Linked DNA regions of Mus musculus: all the other regions are linked to region 1. Evidence: chromatin contacts called from public Micro-C and promoter capture Hi-C data. All regions are on one chromosome and are shown on one strand. Each heading gives the region's core, a stretch centred on a gene start, on an enhancer-like site or on the middle of the called end of the contact. The rest is flanking DNA. Distances are from core to core; before and after follow the strand shown.

Region 1 (5,035 bases), core at 1,018-3,517:
CAGAGTCAGGATGAAGACGAACCCAGAAGTCACCTACTGTTAGTCTCTGCGAGTAGCATTTGTCTTACTTATCTTGGATTCAGAACATGGCCGATGTGCCTGGAGGAGGGAGGCTGTGCTTGGAGTGGCGATCACCAAGCGTCTTGGTGTAGTGGAATGGAACCTGCCTGAGGTATCTTCACAGGCCTTTCCTGGGAGTCTTACCTGTCTCTCAACCCCACCCCCTCTTGGCTCTCTGCCTTGCTTTTCTCCCAGCTGGGACATATTTAACAAGCTGGCAGGCCCCATCCTTCACTGAATAAGAACATTGTCCCACAGCCCTGGGGACCTGAGGTGTTGTAAGCTGCCCTTGGGCACCCTGTGCCTCACCCTCAATGCCTCCAGCTGTGTTTGTGGTCCCTGGGCATCCAGCAGCATCTGGAAAACCATTGTAGTGAGCTAAACCGATGTCCCATTTTTCCTGGAGCTGGGGTGAATTTTCCCTTTGCAACCAAGAAAGTGCAAAGTATGGGTCTTTCTGGAAGCTGGCCTTGTGATGCTGCTGCACAAATGCTGCTGAGAGGAAGGAGGCCTATCTGTGTTCTGCATGGGGTCCAGAGTCCTACTCCTTACCTGTGAGGGGGTCCCTGAAGGGTGCACAGGCCACAGTATAGGGTGATGAAAAGAGGGAGTTTCCATTCTGTGGGTATATGGGTCTAAGGGAAGGGAAGAAACAGTATCCCTTCCCAGAATCCTTCTGGGGTCAAAGGAGCTTGTGTGCACATGAGGTTTCCACACGTGTGTTTTCCGCACAAAGCAATTTCCTAGCAGATGAACCTGGCCTGGGCATCTGATAACCCAGTTTACATTCTGCTTAGAGCACTGTATTCCACAGGTTAATAGTTCAGTCCCATGGGACTGCCCCCAATCTAAGACCATAAGCACAAGTAGTTACTACATCTCCACCTGTGCTTCCCCCTCACCACTCTACACTGAGGTATCCACAAGGCTCTCCTCTTCCTCTTGCTTGCTACTTGCTCTGGTGTCTCTTAGAACTCACCTTCACTTTTTTCTTTTAAAAAGTTAAATTTCATTTCTCTTGTTCTGACTTTTTTAAAAAAATAATTTTAACTATATATAGGGGGAGAGAGACTCTATGAAGGTCAAGAGGGTATTGGAACCTCTGGATCTGGAGTTACAAGCTTTTGTGATATTAATGGCAGAGCCATCTCTCCAGGTCCAACTGTTTGACTTTTTAATTTTTTTAAATTTGCGCTCTGCTGAGGGACTCAGGCCTTGGTGTATGCAAGACAAGTGTCCCTGTCCTGGCCACACTCCTAGCCTGTTGTTTGTTATAAAAGAGATCACAAGGGATACAGACAAGCGAAAATAAGGGGGGGCTGTGAGCTTCATTCCCTCTCACATGATCCCTGCATATCCAGCACCCTGCAACCAGCTTGTTCAAATCTTGCTCAAGACTGTAATAGACCTTAATCTGCAGTGAACACATCCCTTCCGGGGAGATGGGTGAGCAGGGTTGAAAGTCACAGTTCTTCCCATCACTAAGGAAATCAAAGCAGTTGCAAACTCCATTTCACATCCTATCAGTGGTGGAGTACCTTAAGATTCACATACGGTTGATCGGGAGCTGGGAGAGGAACAGGAACTGGCCTCACAGCTTAATGAGACCTCTAGAAAGACGTTTAAAGGCAGAGGGGGTGTGTGAAAACAAGCAAGGGCCCTGATACTCCTTGGTAAGGCTAAACACAAATGCCTGCGGGATGGCATGGGAGAGGGCAGATATGGATGTAAGCTGGCAAGCCATCAGAAGCTGAGCCGCACCCCCCTCCCCCCATGGTTTGGGAGATGGAAGTGGGGCAGGAGAAAGGCCCATCTGATAGGCTGCTATGGCGGATAGACCGGCACGGTGCTGGCATGTGCTTTCACACAATATTTACTGAAGGCCTGTTGCTTGCCAGGAGTTGTTCCCGGCGCCGGGAACAGCAATGAAGAAAGTGACCAGGGTTTTTTCTGAGTCTCACAAGTTTTCCGGTGAAGGAGGCGGAGGATCGATGCATTTCGGGCTCCTGCTTCTGAGGCTGAGGAGCATGTCGGGTTGGCCTTTCTTTGGGGTGTCGCAGCACACGTGGAGCCACTCTTGCAGGGACATCGTGCTGCGCGCGCCGCCCCGGTCTCGGTGGCGCCTAGCCCGGCTGGACGCCCGCCCCCGGCCCAGCCTACACGTGGGTTCCCGCACGTCCGCTGGGCTCCCACTCTGACGTCAGCGCGGAGCTTCCATTTAAGGCCCCGCCCGCGTGCTGCTCTGCGTGCTGGAGCCACTGTCGCCGAGCTCGGGCCACGCTGCTTCTCCTCGCCAGTCGCCCCCCCATCGTGCACTAGCGGTACGGTTGGGCCCCACGCTGCCGGCACAGGGGGTCCCTATCCGGGGTGGAGGTGCAGGGTGTTCAGATTTGGGCACGCGTGGGCTACTGTGCTTTGGGGAACTGAGCAGGCGGCCCCACCCAGCCTGGGGCGGCGAGACCCGTGTAAAGAGGACTAAGGGGTGGCTGGCCTGAAGGTTGGGAGCCACCGAACGGGGGCGAGGGAGCGGTGCGAAACTTGAGCTCCCGTAACTCGAGCCCATGGGGGCCGAAAAAGCCTTGGCACGTCCGGGGCGGGTGCTTCGGAGCAGCCGTGCGGTTTGCATTTTCCTTTGCGTGGGCTCGGTGGAGTGGTTGTTTCCTGCAGATTATAGGGCGCTCTTGCCCTAAACGCATTTTGTTAAGAGGCTCGCTCCTGGTGTGACTGGGGATCGTGCTAAGCGCGCTGCGTGCGGAGAGGAAGCGGGAAGAGTCGCAGTCCTTCCTCTGCACCCTAGACGGAAGGAGGAAACCTGTAGCTGAGAGGCCTGCGACACCCATCGGGTCGTAGGTGGGAAGTAGAGGCACCCTGTCCTAATAGAGCACAGACTTGAGGTTTGCGTGAAGTAGATTCTCTGAGGGAAGAGCCCCACGCCCTGCCCCCAGTCAGCAGAGACCTCACAAGGCTGTCTAGAAATAGCAGCGGTTGTAAGGAGACCGGATTCCTGCTTGATGGCCCTAGGCTGCTTGCCCAGAGATCTTGTCCAGTCCTTTTGCACTTTGGAACGATTTCAAAAATAGACATGGTGCTTGCTGGGAAAGGTGGCCATCGCGGGGGTGGGAGTGGGCTCCAGGCCTCAGGCCCTCCGCAATTGTATCCCCATTTTGGAACTGAAGAAATTTCCCTTAGCGGCCACATCCTGGGTAATGAGGCCCCGCCCTGGTGGGTGAAGGCCCTAATCCTGTTAGTGGCATTTGAGATCTCACTCTGGCACCAGGCTAAGGTGGCTGCCAGCTCCACTTCACCGCGCTTGTGCTTTGGGCTCTAGTAAGGGCCAAACTTTGACGCCGAACTGCCTGCCAGAGGTCTCATCCATGGCCAGCAGTCGCTAGACCTATATATATGACACCTGATTCTGAAATTGCGCACGCGCACTGCCTTCCCCCGCCTGCCAGTCTTCTGGATCTGGGCTGGTCATACAACTTGGGTTCTTGCGGGGGTGGGGGGGTTAGGAAGGAAGCTTGCGCGTGCGCAGGCTTAAGCACGTTGCTATGCCTTGGGGTCGCACCTTGTGGCCGTTATTGGCGCCCTCTGCTCTTGATTTTTGGTACTTCCTGGAGCAACTTGGCGCTCTACTTGCTGTAGGGCTCTGGGTGATGGGAGAAGAGCGGGAGGGCAGCTTTCTAACCATATAAGAGGAGATACCATCCCCTTTTGGGGTTCATCAAGATGAGTAAGTCCTCAGGCGGCTACACGTACACGGAGACCTCGGTATTATTTTTCCATTTCAAGGTGAGAGCCTTCCTGGTGAGAGCCAGACCACACCCTGGCGCTGGCTATTCTTGGTTTTCCACTTCTGTTCTTTGTCACATTGTCACTTAATGGAAAAGGAGTCCAAAGGTAGCAAAGTCAGCGTTTTTTTTTTTTTTTTTTTAAATACAGGGACTTGGTGAGTATACCTTGGGCAGGTTACAATGACACACGGTGTATACCCCTTAGGTCTCAAAAGATTCAAAGTCCAAGATGGCAACCCTCAAGGACCAGCTGATTGTGAATCTTCTTAAGGAAGAGCAGGCTCCCCAGAACAAGATTACAGTTGTTGGGGTTGGTGCTGTTGGCATGGCTTGTGCCATCAGTATCTTAATGAAGGTAAGTGGAGATCCTTCATGGCCCAAGCCTATGGGTGGGGTGTGGGGGAGAGGACATCCCTACATTGTCACATTGTATGTAAAACTATCAAGGTTTGCACACACTCAGTCATCTGTGAAACATTTTGCAACATAATGATACACAAGAAAGGGATTATCCAAAGTAACTGACAGCCGGGCGCCTTTAATCCTCGCACTTGCGAGGCAGAGGCAGGTGGATTTCTGAGTTCGAGGCCAGCCTGGTCTACAAAGTGAGTTCCAGGACAGCCAGGGCTGTCTCCAAAAATAAAATAAAATAAAATAAAATAAACCACCAAAGTAACAGCGTCAAAGTATATACCTTTTCTTCTACTTTCTCAGTTACATGAACCTAGGGCCTCCAACATGCTAGGTAACCATTGACCTATATACCCAAATCTAAAGTGATTTTTGAATTGGAATTTATATGTGCATATTGATTAAAAATTAAAATCCTACTGAATAGGTTGTCTTGAACTTCTATTCAAATCCCACTGTTTCCTGGGGTATATAATTTTCCTTTGGAAAAATAACTGAGCACACCCATGTGAGAGGGTAAATTTTTGGTTCTCGCTTGCCTTATGGGTTCTGGAGATGAAATTCAGCTCAGCAGACGAATGCAGGAGCTGATTTCACACACACACCCCCAAGCCATCTCGGATCTAATTTTCTTATCAATCATAGGGCTAAAATTTAATTAGTTACAACTTTATCACTGAATTAGAAAACACTTTGAGGCAGGGTAAGTCAATGTTCTTGATTCATATGTAGTCCAAACTAGCCTTAAACTTGGAACAATCTTCCTGGGT
Region 2 (5,035 bases), core at 1,869-4,368, 1.2 Mb before region 1:
TTCACTTCCCTTTTCTGATCCTTGGTCCTTTTCTTTTTTTCACTGGAGTATTCTTGTGGGGCTTGGTTTCCCCTCTACCACCTTTGACCTTCCTATTTGCAGGTTGGGTTTTGGTTTTGGTAAATGCATTCTCTTATCTGTAAAATAAGAGGGACATACCAAGTGAATGACCCGGGAGTGGCCCTGCTTGTGAAACCCTTTCCTCTAAGGGTTTACTTCTTGTGTGGTCTTGACAAGTAGACCCTGACGTTTTTTCTGTCATCGCCTTCGTTTCCTGTCCTTGGCTTGCTCGAATTTCCCTTGGCTGGCTGCCACCCAACTCCTACTTCTGGACTCTCCATTCTTTTAATTTCCTTTGGAAATTCTGCTCAAACGTTTCCTTGACCGAAGAAGAAGGTCCTTTTTTTTGTTCAGAGGCCTGTCCTACGTGAGCTACCTCTCTGTGAGAACTACAGATTACATAATGCACAAGAGATGCTCTCAGAATACCTAAGAAACTTTACTAAAAACATTTCTCAGGACAGATTCTTCCAGGGAGCCTAATACCTGCTAGAAATTCACCGAGGAAATGGGGGATTGATCAGGGAGCCACCTGGGAATGGTGTAGAATGGACTACATTTCCCAGAAGCCCTTGATGGAATTCCCCATTGTCTTTATTGATTGTCACTCTCTGGTTGTTGCCTGTTTCCTCCCCCAGACTCTTTATTCAACACTGCCAGCTCTCCTGGACAGTAACCCTTTCACAGCTGGAGCAGAGCTGCCAGGGCCTGGCGCAGAGCTGGAGGCCATGCCGCCTGGGCTCAGGCCTACTCTGGGTGTGTTCCAGGCAGCTCTAGAACTGACCAGTCAGTGTGAGCTGCATCCCGACCTCGTGTCCCAGACTTTTGGCTATTTGTTCTTCTTCTCCAATGCATCCCTTCTCAACTCACTGATGGAACGAGGTGAGGGTTGTGTTGGGAGGAGCCAGGAGCTATCCAGACCTAATCCAGGCAGACATAAGCCAGGCTTCAGGCTTCAGCGTTGGGTGGCTTTGCCTGGGAAGTAGCTTCATTCAACGCCTCTCATTTCTTCCTACACAGGTCAAGGCCGACCTTTCTATCAATGGTCTCGAGCCGTCCAAATCAGAACCAACTTGGATCTTGTGTTGGATTGGCTTCAGGGGGCCGGGCTGGGTGACATTGCCACTGAGTTCTTCCGGAAACTTTCCATTGCTGTGAACCTGCTATGTGTGCCCCGCACCTCCCTGCTCAAGGTGACTCTTGGTCGGCTTTGTATGACTTTGACTTTTGAATCTCTATCCCGGCTCTGTGTACTCAGCCTCTCTGTGACCCCGAGTCATCTCCAGCCCGTGAGATGACTTAGACACCATGACGGGCCACTGGCAGCCGCAGAAGTCGGTGTCAAGAGTGACTGAACATGGATGCTGAATGCTTCTGACTCCGAACTTGCTAGAAAGAGTTTTCTATGCTCCATTTCTTAGATGCGTTGAGTCAGAATTCTGGTTTGAGACAGAGGAAAATGCTGGTTATCATTCGTTGGTTGCATGATGGGAACGGTGATGATAATGTCAACAAACACCCCCCATTCAAAGTAGATTATCAATAGTTTTCTTCAGATGAGAAAACTGAATCAGGTAGCTCACATTTGTTTGTTTGTTTGTTTGGTCTTGCTGTGTAGCTCTGGTTGACCTGGAATTCACTAGTCTGGCCTTGAGCTCACAAATGAGTCACCTACCCCTGTCTTCTGAGTTGCTGGGACTAAAGGTGGTCACGAGCACACTAGGCCTCTACTTTTGTCTGCACGTGTATATATGTGCACCATGACCATGACGTGCCAGAAGTGGAGGGCAGCTCTTCTGAAATGGGACTTACAGGCCACGTAGGTGCTGGGAAGCAAACTAGTTCTCAGCTGGGTCCTCTGCAAGAGCAGCAATTGTTCTTAACTGCTAAGCCTTCACCCCAGGCCCTTCACTTCACTGATTTCTATCTTATTACAGTACTGGGGATTGAACCCAGAGAGTTGCATATGCCAGGCAAACACTGCCGCTGACCTGCATCTCCAAGACCCCTTTTTACTTTTTAATTTTGAGATAAGAGTTTCACCATGTTTCCCAACCTGGCCTTGTACTTTGAATCCTCTTGCCTCAACCTCCTAAGAAACTGGGATGGCTGGCCTGCCCTATGGGACCCAGCTGTGACCACAGACGTCTAACTTGGGGACTTCCCCTAGGCTTCATGGAGCAGCTTACGGACTGACTACCCCACCCTGACTCCAGCTCAGCTCCACCATCTCCTCAGCCACTACCAGTTGGGTCCTGGCCGTGGTCCCCCACCAGCCTGGGACCCACCACCTGCAGAGCGGGATGCTGTGGACACAGGTGTGCAGATCCGGGCTAACGAACATTGAGATGTCTTCTTTATTTGAGACCTAAGAGTCCCTGTTCCCAGCCCTTCCCACTTTCAGTTCCCAGGGTTCAGATGCCCTCTCTGAAGGGCTTAAAGACTGGCTGCAATTATAACAGTAGCAGGGCTTGCTTACTTTGCGGTCCCCTTCAGTAAGTTAAGAAGAGTTCAAACATTTCATTGTTTTTTTTACTTAGACTTAATCTCTTAGCCTCGTCTCTCCACATCTCTTGCCCTAACCCAACTAACAGAGGGATAGGTTTCTCAATCCTCAGAAATCTCCCAAGGTTCCCCAGCCCATCCTCAAGGTTCCAGGGTACCTGGGACCCTATTTTCCTGGTAATGGGCCTTTTTTCCCTAGTTTTCTTGGCTTTTCAAGATAGGATTTCTCTCTGTAGCCCTGGCTGTCTTGTAACTCTGTAGATCAGGCTGGCCTCGAACTCAAAGAGATCCACCTGCCTCTGCCTCCAGAGTGCCGGGATTATGTGTCACCTCCTCCCCCCTCCCCACACACACGTTTTAGCTAAAATTCCCGTCATCCTTTGAAACACAGGGAACCCAGTCTCATCGTTTCTTACTTAAGGAGATAGACCACCTCACACTCATGCTGAGTTTTTAATTCGGTTTTCCTCGTACTCACAGGGGATATCTTTGAAAGTTTTTCCTCGCACCCTCCGCTCATCCTGCCCCTGGGCAGCTCACGCCTGCGCCTCACCGGCCCTGTGACAGATGACGCATTGCATAGAGAACTGCGCAGGCTCCGTCGCCTCCTCTGGGATCTTGAACAGCAGGAGCTGCCAGCCAATCATCGCCATGGACCCCCGGTGGCTTCGACACCTTGAAAACCAATGAGAAAGGAACGCGCGCAGCTTGAAACTGCATCGCTTCTTAAAAGGGAGCCCGCCTGGGCGTAGAGCATTTTGGGAGTTGTAGTTTTCCCTGCGTAGACGGCTGAGAGTTTGAGTTGTTGGGTTGGTAGACGATGGGACAGTGGGAAGATGGGCTTGGGATGTGAATGCCAAGAAGTAATAAAAATATCTGTGGTATTGACCTCACTTGTCAAGATTTGGGGGCCTTAGCAAAGATTTTTTTTTAAGGTGCCAGGGACTGTGCTTGGAACGTTGGGCGTCTGCCGAGTTTGGGGAGATATTTCTAGCCATGGCCTCAGCTTGCCCTCTAGCACGAAATGTGACCCTGTAGTACTGAGCACTGTCACACAACTCGGAACACAGCCTGGACCATGTTCTTCTGAATATCAGACCCCATGTACTACCAGTGAGAACAGGTCATCACCATCTCCCTCTTACCTACAAAGTCCAAACTTTAGCTTTCTCCCCCCAGTCCTTCCGATGCTGTCTGCCTACTGTGCACACCGCTGACTTCCAACACCCAGCACCTCTCGGGTACTAGTCCTATTCCATCAGATCCAAGAATGCAAACCTCAGCTCTCCTCTCCCATACCAGAGGCCTAAGACTCCGTCCACCACCCTCAGACCCAGAGTCCTGACTTCTGCCCCCTTCCTTTTTAGAACTAGGAGTCTGGGCCTCATGTTTGAACTTTCCCCTCCTCTGAACTTGACTCCTACTGCTGTGTCAGGAAAAAAAGAACCAACAGGTGGCACCTGCCGGCAGGGTCTGAACACGACCACCTGCCGCTGTTGCTCACCCGGGTCCCTCTCTCTGCACCTGCTCCTGTCTGTCGCCAGTGACCGCTCCACCCAACCCACAGCTCGGGACTCGGGGGAGGAGATAGTAAGGGAACCCTCGAAGTGAGCCAGGCCGGTCCTCACGGCGTGTGTGTCCCGCCCCTTTTCTGGGTCCTTGCAGGGCTTCTGATCCAAGGCTCGCTCTCTTGACTCCCACTCGCCCTAGAAAGGGGAGTCGAGGGCGGCCCAAGGCTTGTGGGGTGGAGCCTAAGGTCTCCAGCCTAATCCGGGAGACTCCACCCGCTTCAAGGCACAGCTGAGTAGCTGAGAGGAGCCTACCTGGTGAGAAGCCCCTGGGGTAGATATGGGGATTTTTTTTTTTCATTTTACCCTTCATTCTCCGTTCTGGTTCCCCCTTCTGGTCCCAATATCTTTCCCACAGAGCCCCGTGCATGACACTCAACCCATTCTGTTTCAGGGACCCCTATGTTTCCCAGACACTTGTCATATTCTTTGATTCCCGTCTGTCCTAGAATCTTCGATTCTAGTCCCTAACAGCATGCAGTTCTCGTCCTTAATCTCCTCCTCCTTCAGGGTTCAGACTCCAGACGACTGCTTCCTGCACTTTCAAAGGCCCAGAACTCCAGATTCCAATGCTCTCCCTCTTAGATGCAGGAGCCCATGACGCAGGTCCTTCCTGTACCGCCAAGATCCAGGGATTTAGACCCAGCCCTTTTGCTTCCGACTCAGAACTCCAGGCCCAAAGCCTTCTACAGACACAGCAGTCCATGCCCAAGTACTTCTCCCTCCAGCCAGAACTCCAGGCCGCAACCTTTCTTCAGTCCTAGGGCTCCAGGCCCCAGCCCGTGTCTCTCACACCCGGAGGTTCAGGACCAGCCCTCCTTTCTCAGACCCAAGGGCCCAGAGACCAGTCATCCCCCAAAAGAGCTGATCTGGCCCAGTACTTTTGTCTCTAACCTTTCACA
Region 3 (5,035 bases), core at 1,107-3,606, 1.1 Mb before region 1:
GCCCCAACGGCCTGGCCATTCTCAGCCTCTTTGTCAATGTGAGGGAGGCAAGGAGGGCAACTGGCTTCCAGGGTGTGAGGGACAGGGAGGCTGGGAGGCTAGCCTGGGGTGGTGGGTCTTTGTGGAGCAGGTCTGGGCTGCCGTCTCCCTCGCCTCGTGCCTCCTGCGTAGGTGGCTGGCAGTTCCAACCCATTCCTCAGTCGCCTCCTCAACCGGGACACTATCACCCGAATCTCCTACAAAAGTAAGTCCCCCAAGCTAGGGGTGGCGTCCCCAGTTCCTAGGAAGGCTGAGGAAGGAGGGTGGGCTACAGAGTAAGTTCAAGGTCAGCCTGGGCTACTTAGCAAGAGCCAGGGTGACAACAGAAAGGGAAGAGTGGTTGGAGATGATGCAGCTTGGTCACGAGCGCCTGGTCAGAATCTCCCGGTGAGGGGCTGGGGGCCTGGTGCAGTGGTACCTGCCTAGCATGTCCGAAGCCTTACATTCAGTCTCCATACGACAACAGACATAACTAAGTCCCTGTGCATTATCTGGGACCCCCTTTTACGCTGACTTGATGTCTGCGCAGATGATGCCTACTTTCTTCAAGACCTGAGCCTGGAGCTCCTGTTCCCAGAATCCTTCGGCTTCATCACCTATCAGGGATCTCTCAGCACTCCTCCGTGCTCTGAGACTGTCACCTGGATCCTCATCGACAGGGCTCTCAATATTACCTCCCTCCAGGTGACTGACACCCCCACCCCCCCCCACCCCCGTGTGTGCATGCTACTCCTGTCCTGAGCACCACCCCGGTCCACTCACCCGTGGTTTCTCTTGAGGCAGATGCACTCCCTGAGACTCCTGAGCCAGAATCCCCCCTCCCAGATCTTCCAGAGCCTCAGTGGTAATGGCCGGCCCTTGCAGCCCCTGGCCCACAGAGCCTTGAGGGGCAACAGGGACCCCCGGCATCCCGAGAGGCGCTGCCGAGGCCCCAACTACCGCCTGCATGGTATGCTTAGTGTGTCCCCTCCTTCTCCACGTCCTGATAGTCTGCACTTATTCCCAGTGGTTGTCTCAGTGTGATACATCCCTTGTCCTTTCTCACCTCTCCATATGGAACAGCCTGCTGCAGCCCACCCCTCTTTGCAGCTTAGTCTAAGGCCTGACACCCTGTTTTCCTTGTGGTACAATTACATACTGGTCCATGCCCTCTGCCTACTGTTACTTGCCAAGATGGTACGGTCCAGGTCACCTGTTTACAAATGGTATGACCCTACTTAGAGCTGTAGTCTTTCTGCTATTCCCTTTCTGAGAATCAGCGTGGTACAATCCCTCTGTCTTTCTTACTGCCACTGTGGCTCGGCCCCGGGAAATCGGTTAGTTTCTTGTCTGGTTTCTCAACATGGTACAGCCCAGAAGACCATATCCTCTCCATGTACCTTTATGCAAACCAGCCTATTCTGCACGTCCCATGTGGCCTTCTTCCCTCCCTACATGGTCTGGTCCAGGAGCTGATCATTCCCCCAACTTGGTATATTCCATTCCCCCTTAGCAGCCTGACTAGTAGAGTCCTATGTGCTCAGCTCCCACACCCCTCAAGCCGGTGCTTCCCTTTGCAGTGGACGGTGGTCCTCACGGTCGCTGAGACTCCCCAACGAGGATTACGCCCGCCTGTTCTGAGTTTCCTCACCAGGGGAGGGGATTCACCCCAAAACAAAGCTATTAAAAGGACTGAATGTTTCCGGTTTCTCGGTGGTTTATCAGTCGCGATTGAGGAACATCTAGATATTAAAAAAAAAAAATCCTTCCCGAAGCCCACTTCTTTCTGCCTTAATCTGCTCTAATTGATGTTCTGCTTTTTTTCCTCAATGAGTCTGTGAACACTCGGCTCCTTTAAGAGGTACCCCTCTTGCCCCACACCCGCATCCGATAGCACGCGCAAAGCCATGTGCTTCCCCCTTCTTCCTGCCTCATTGGCCCGAAGTGGGTCACGGTCCCGCCTCCAGCGCCTCCTCCCATTGGCCAAATATAGGTCAGTGTCCCGCCTTCTTCCAAAAGGCGAGGCAACTACACAAGTTCAGCCCCTCACGCGCCTCCAGGGTCTTGGCATATCCCTTCATCTCATTGGCTGAGCGTCTCAAGGGCTCGAGACGTGATTGGTTCTTGCCAGAAGCCGGAGGAAGGCACGCGGCTGGGGTGCATGGCCCAAGTGGAGGGAGGGGGCCCGGAGGAGGGGCGCGCGCTCTGGCGTCCGGTGTTTTGGTTTAGATTTTTTTTTTTCCGCGAAAGAAGTTTGCTTTGGCCACGCCTCAAGGCTGCCACCTCCTCCTGCCCCCTCCTCCGCCCCTGGGTGCACACCTCTGGGTGCAGATTGCAAAGCTCCTTTCTTTGCGAGAAGTGCAAAATTGGCTAGAGCCAGAGACTCGCCCACTTGGTACAGAAGGAGCGCGCGCCTGTGTCCCTTGGGGACCCACAGTTGCAAAGAGACAGCTGCTTGATTTGGTCACCCACTCGCCCAGACTATAGGAGCCTCCCGGGACAGTCTTTGAGTTGCACCTTTCTGCAGAACTGACTGGTTGAACCCCCGCAGCGCTCTTAGGATTTGAAGCGTCCTGATCCTGGAGGCTTGCACGCCGCGCTCTCCCGACTCTGGGACACATTCGCCCGAACCACTGGAGTGTGCGGGTGACTGACATATCATCTCATCTCTTCGACTCTCCATGAGCTCATGAACCTGGGAGCAGGTCCACGGCAATGGCGCGGCCTCTGAGCGACAGGACCCCGGGCCCCCTGCTGCTGGGTGGCCCGGCTGGGGCCCCCCCTGGCGGGGGAGCGCTGCTTGGGCTGAGGAGCCTTCTGCAGGGAAACAGCAAGCCCAAAGAACCGGCCAGCTGTGAGTTCTAGTCCCACTGTGTTAGGGACTCAACTGTTGGGGTGGTGGTCCACGGCACCTATCAGCTAGGTGTCCCATCTTTGCTAGTCTTCATTAGGTCACTTAGGTCTTCCAGTCCATCAGCCTCCAGGACCAAATCTGACGCCTGGAGGGCCTAAGGGTCAAGTCCCTGGAGTGTTCCTACTTGAGGACAGAGTTTAGGTGCCAGACCCCTCTTTCTTTCCTTTGGCCTCAGAGTCTGGACCCCTGGAGTCCTAGGGGAAGGGAGGGGGTGTGTCGGATGCTCACACGGTGCAGACACGGGCTTGGGCGGGGCCTCGCAGGGTCACATGGAAACTAGGGATGAGGAATGTGCCTGAGCAGTGGAGCCCCTTCCAGCCCCAACAGACTGTGGGGGAGGGGATGAGGGTGCTGGGGGTGGGAGAATTACTGAGCTGTCACTTTTTCTTTCTCACCTGCCCAACCTTTCACCCACCCTGTCACTAAACCCTTCTTTCTAAACTTCCATCCTCGTTCTCTGGGTCGCTTGTGCTTGTGTTTCTTAATCCCCTCCCGGGCCCCTAACCCTATCCTTCTGTATACTTTTGCCTTTTCCCCCTCTCCGGGTCCCCGTCTCCCTGACCCTCTATTGCTGGGGCCTTGTTCTCTTTTCTCTCTGGGTCTCCCCAAGCCCCGTCTTTATCCCTCTCTTCTTTTTCTGGGTTCTCTCCCTGCCTGTACCCACCTCCCTGGGTCTTTGCCCTACGGCTCCCGTCTCCTCACTTCTCTGTATCTCCGCCATATCTCTAACTTGGGGTCCCTCCTGTGTCCCTCCACCCCATCCGGTCTCTCCCTGGCCTACAGGTCTCCTGAAGGAAAAGGAGCGCAAGGCAACTCTGCCCTCAGCCCCCGTCCCGGGACCCGGCCTGGAAACGGCGGGCCCAGCCGATGCCCCGAGTGGGGCCGTTAGTGGCGGTGGGTCCCCTCGGGGGCGCTCAGGGCCTGTGGCTGGCCCGAGTCTTTTTGCGCCGCTGCTGTGGGAACGCACTTTGCCTTTCGGGGACGTGGAATACGTGGACCTGGACGCCTTCTTGCTGGAGCACGGGCTACCGCCGAGCCCGCCGCCCCCCGGGGGCCTGTCGCCGGCACCCTCTCCAGCGCGCACTCCCGCGCCCTCCCCCGGGCCCGGCTCTTGCAGCTCCTCTTCCCCCCGCTCCTCGCCCGGGCACGCCCCCGCGCGGGCCACTCTGGGAGCCGCCGGCGGCCACCGCGCAGGTGCGGCGAAGGGGCGGGGCTGTCGGGCAGGGCGGGGCCTCGCGACACTTTTGGAAGTCTGCCCAATGAGATGCTGCGATCCTTTAGGGGACTTGGGTCCCCAAATGCGAAAGGATTATTCACTGAGAGGCAGTATTCTTCTCTAAGACAAGTTTCCTCATGTTCTTGGAGCCAAGACTAGAAACTTAGAACACCTTAGTTAACTGGAGAGTACTATCTCCAGAGTCTGGGTCCAGAATTTTGGGAAACGAGATGGGACTGGACTTCAAGGACACCAAAAATGGGAGCGAGCAGGCCAGAGCGGGGTACTACGTTCCCGGATCCTACACACGCACACACCCCATTCCCCAAGTGGATGGTGTTGCATCCTGCCTCCCAGTCTTGCAGAAGAGAATATCGGGATCCCTCTTCTGGCTTCTACAGAGGAGCTTTCCCATGTCCCTGTGTTGGGGACCTAGGATCTCAGAACTGTGGGAATCTGGATGGCAAAGAGCTTGGCAGGCCGGTTCTCCCACGATCCTCCCCCATAGCGCGGGATGGGTGGGTAGAATCATTGTAGATGTTGGAGCTGAGACCAAAAGGAACAAGAAGGGAGGCGACCCCAATCAAGACAAGGAGTCTCGATGTGGGACGCCTGGGTACACCTGTCCCTGATCCGACCTCCAGGCAAAAACCAGTGCTGCACATTCCCTCGCCACGTGAGTCCGCCTTCCTAGCTGCGCGCACGCGCTCTCACGCGCGAGGAGGCGGGGCCGGGAACGTGCGGGTGCTTGGTTGGGGAGGAGGGGAAAGGGGAAGCTGTAGGCCACACGTGATGCGGCCCTGAACTGGTGTCCTCGGCTGACCCGGGCTTATTTGTTCTTAAAGACACAGGACTCAACCTTTTTTAGCCAGGCTCTTGAAACTTCC

The links. Promoter capture Hi-C pulls out the DNA fragments that hold promoters and counts their contacts. Hi-C and Micro-C count contacts between places; a contact is called where the count stands out from the background.
Region 2: a Micro-C map of embryonic stem cells shows a contact between it and region 1, with 7 times the contacts expected there. The contact joins the promoter of A030001D20Rik here to the promoter of Ldha in region 1. A contact is called at or near these places in 1 of 39 promoter capture datasets (cranial neural crest), 1 of 484 Hi-C or Micro-C datasets (embryonic stem cells), 1 of 115 datasets of contacts at active chromatin or transcription factors (pancreatic cancer cells) and 1 of 9 other capture datasets (pancreatic islet).
Region 3: a contact with region 1 is called in a promoter capture Hi-C map of liver, with 3 times the contacts expected there. The contact joins the promoter of Dbp here to the promoter of Ldha in region 1. A contact is called at or near these places in 3 of 39 promoter capture datasets (the C10 cell line, liver and pre-B cells), 1 of 484 Hi-C or Micro-C datasets (CD4 T cells), 1 of 115 datasets of contacts at active chromatin or transcription factors (pancreatic cancer cells) and 1 of 9 other capture datasets (liver).

What each region holds. Positions count from the first base shown.
Region 1 is chr7:46,843,537-46,848,571 of GRCm38.p6, forward strand. It overlaps Ldha (lactate dehydrogenase A), which reads left to right and starts at 2,268. Exons shown (of 8, transcript NM_010699.2): 1 at 2,268-2,381; 2 at 4,060-4,209. The coding sequence starts at 4,084.
Region 2 is chr7:45,635,640-45,640,674 of GRCm38.p6, forward strand. A030001D20Rik (RIKEN cDNA A030001D20 gene) reads right to left here and starts at 3,119. Exons shown (of 2, transcript NR_152217.1): 1 at 3,044-3,119; 2 at 1-1,499. Rasip1 (Ras interacting protein 1) reads left to right here. Exons shown (of 12, transcript NM_028544.1): 9 at 699-942; 10 at 1,081-1,253; 11 at 2,231-2,378; 12 at 3,046-3,453. The coding sequence ends at 3,245. It overlaps Mamstr (MEF2 activating motif and SAP domain containing transcriptional regulator), which reads left to right and starts at 4,338. Exons shown (of 10, transcript NM_172418.2): 1 at 4,338-4,391.
Region 3 is chr7:45,702,891-45,707,925 of GRCm38.p6, forward strand. Dbp (D site albumin promoter binding protein) reads left to right here and starts at 2,357. Exons shown (of 4, transcript NM_016974.3): 1 at 2,357-2,872; 2 at 3,716-4,126. The coding sequence starts at 2,734. It overlaps Car11 (carbonic anhydrase 11), which reads left to right. Exons shown (of 9, transcript NM_009800.4): 5 at 1-38; 6 at 172-244; 7 at 569-723; 8 at 823-988; 9 at 1,599-1,781. The coding sequence ends at 1,624.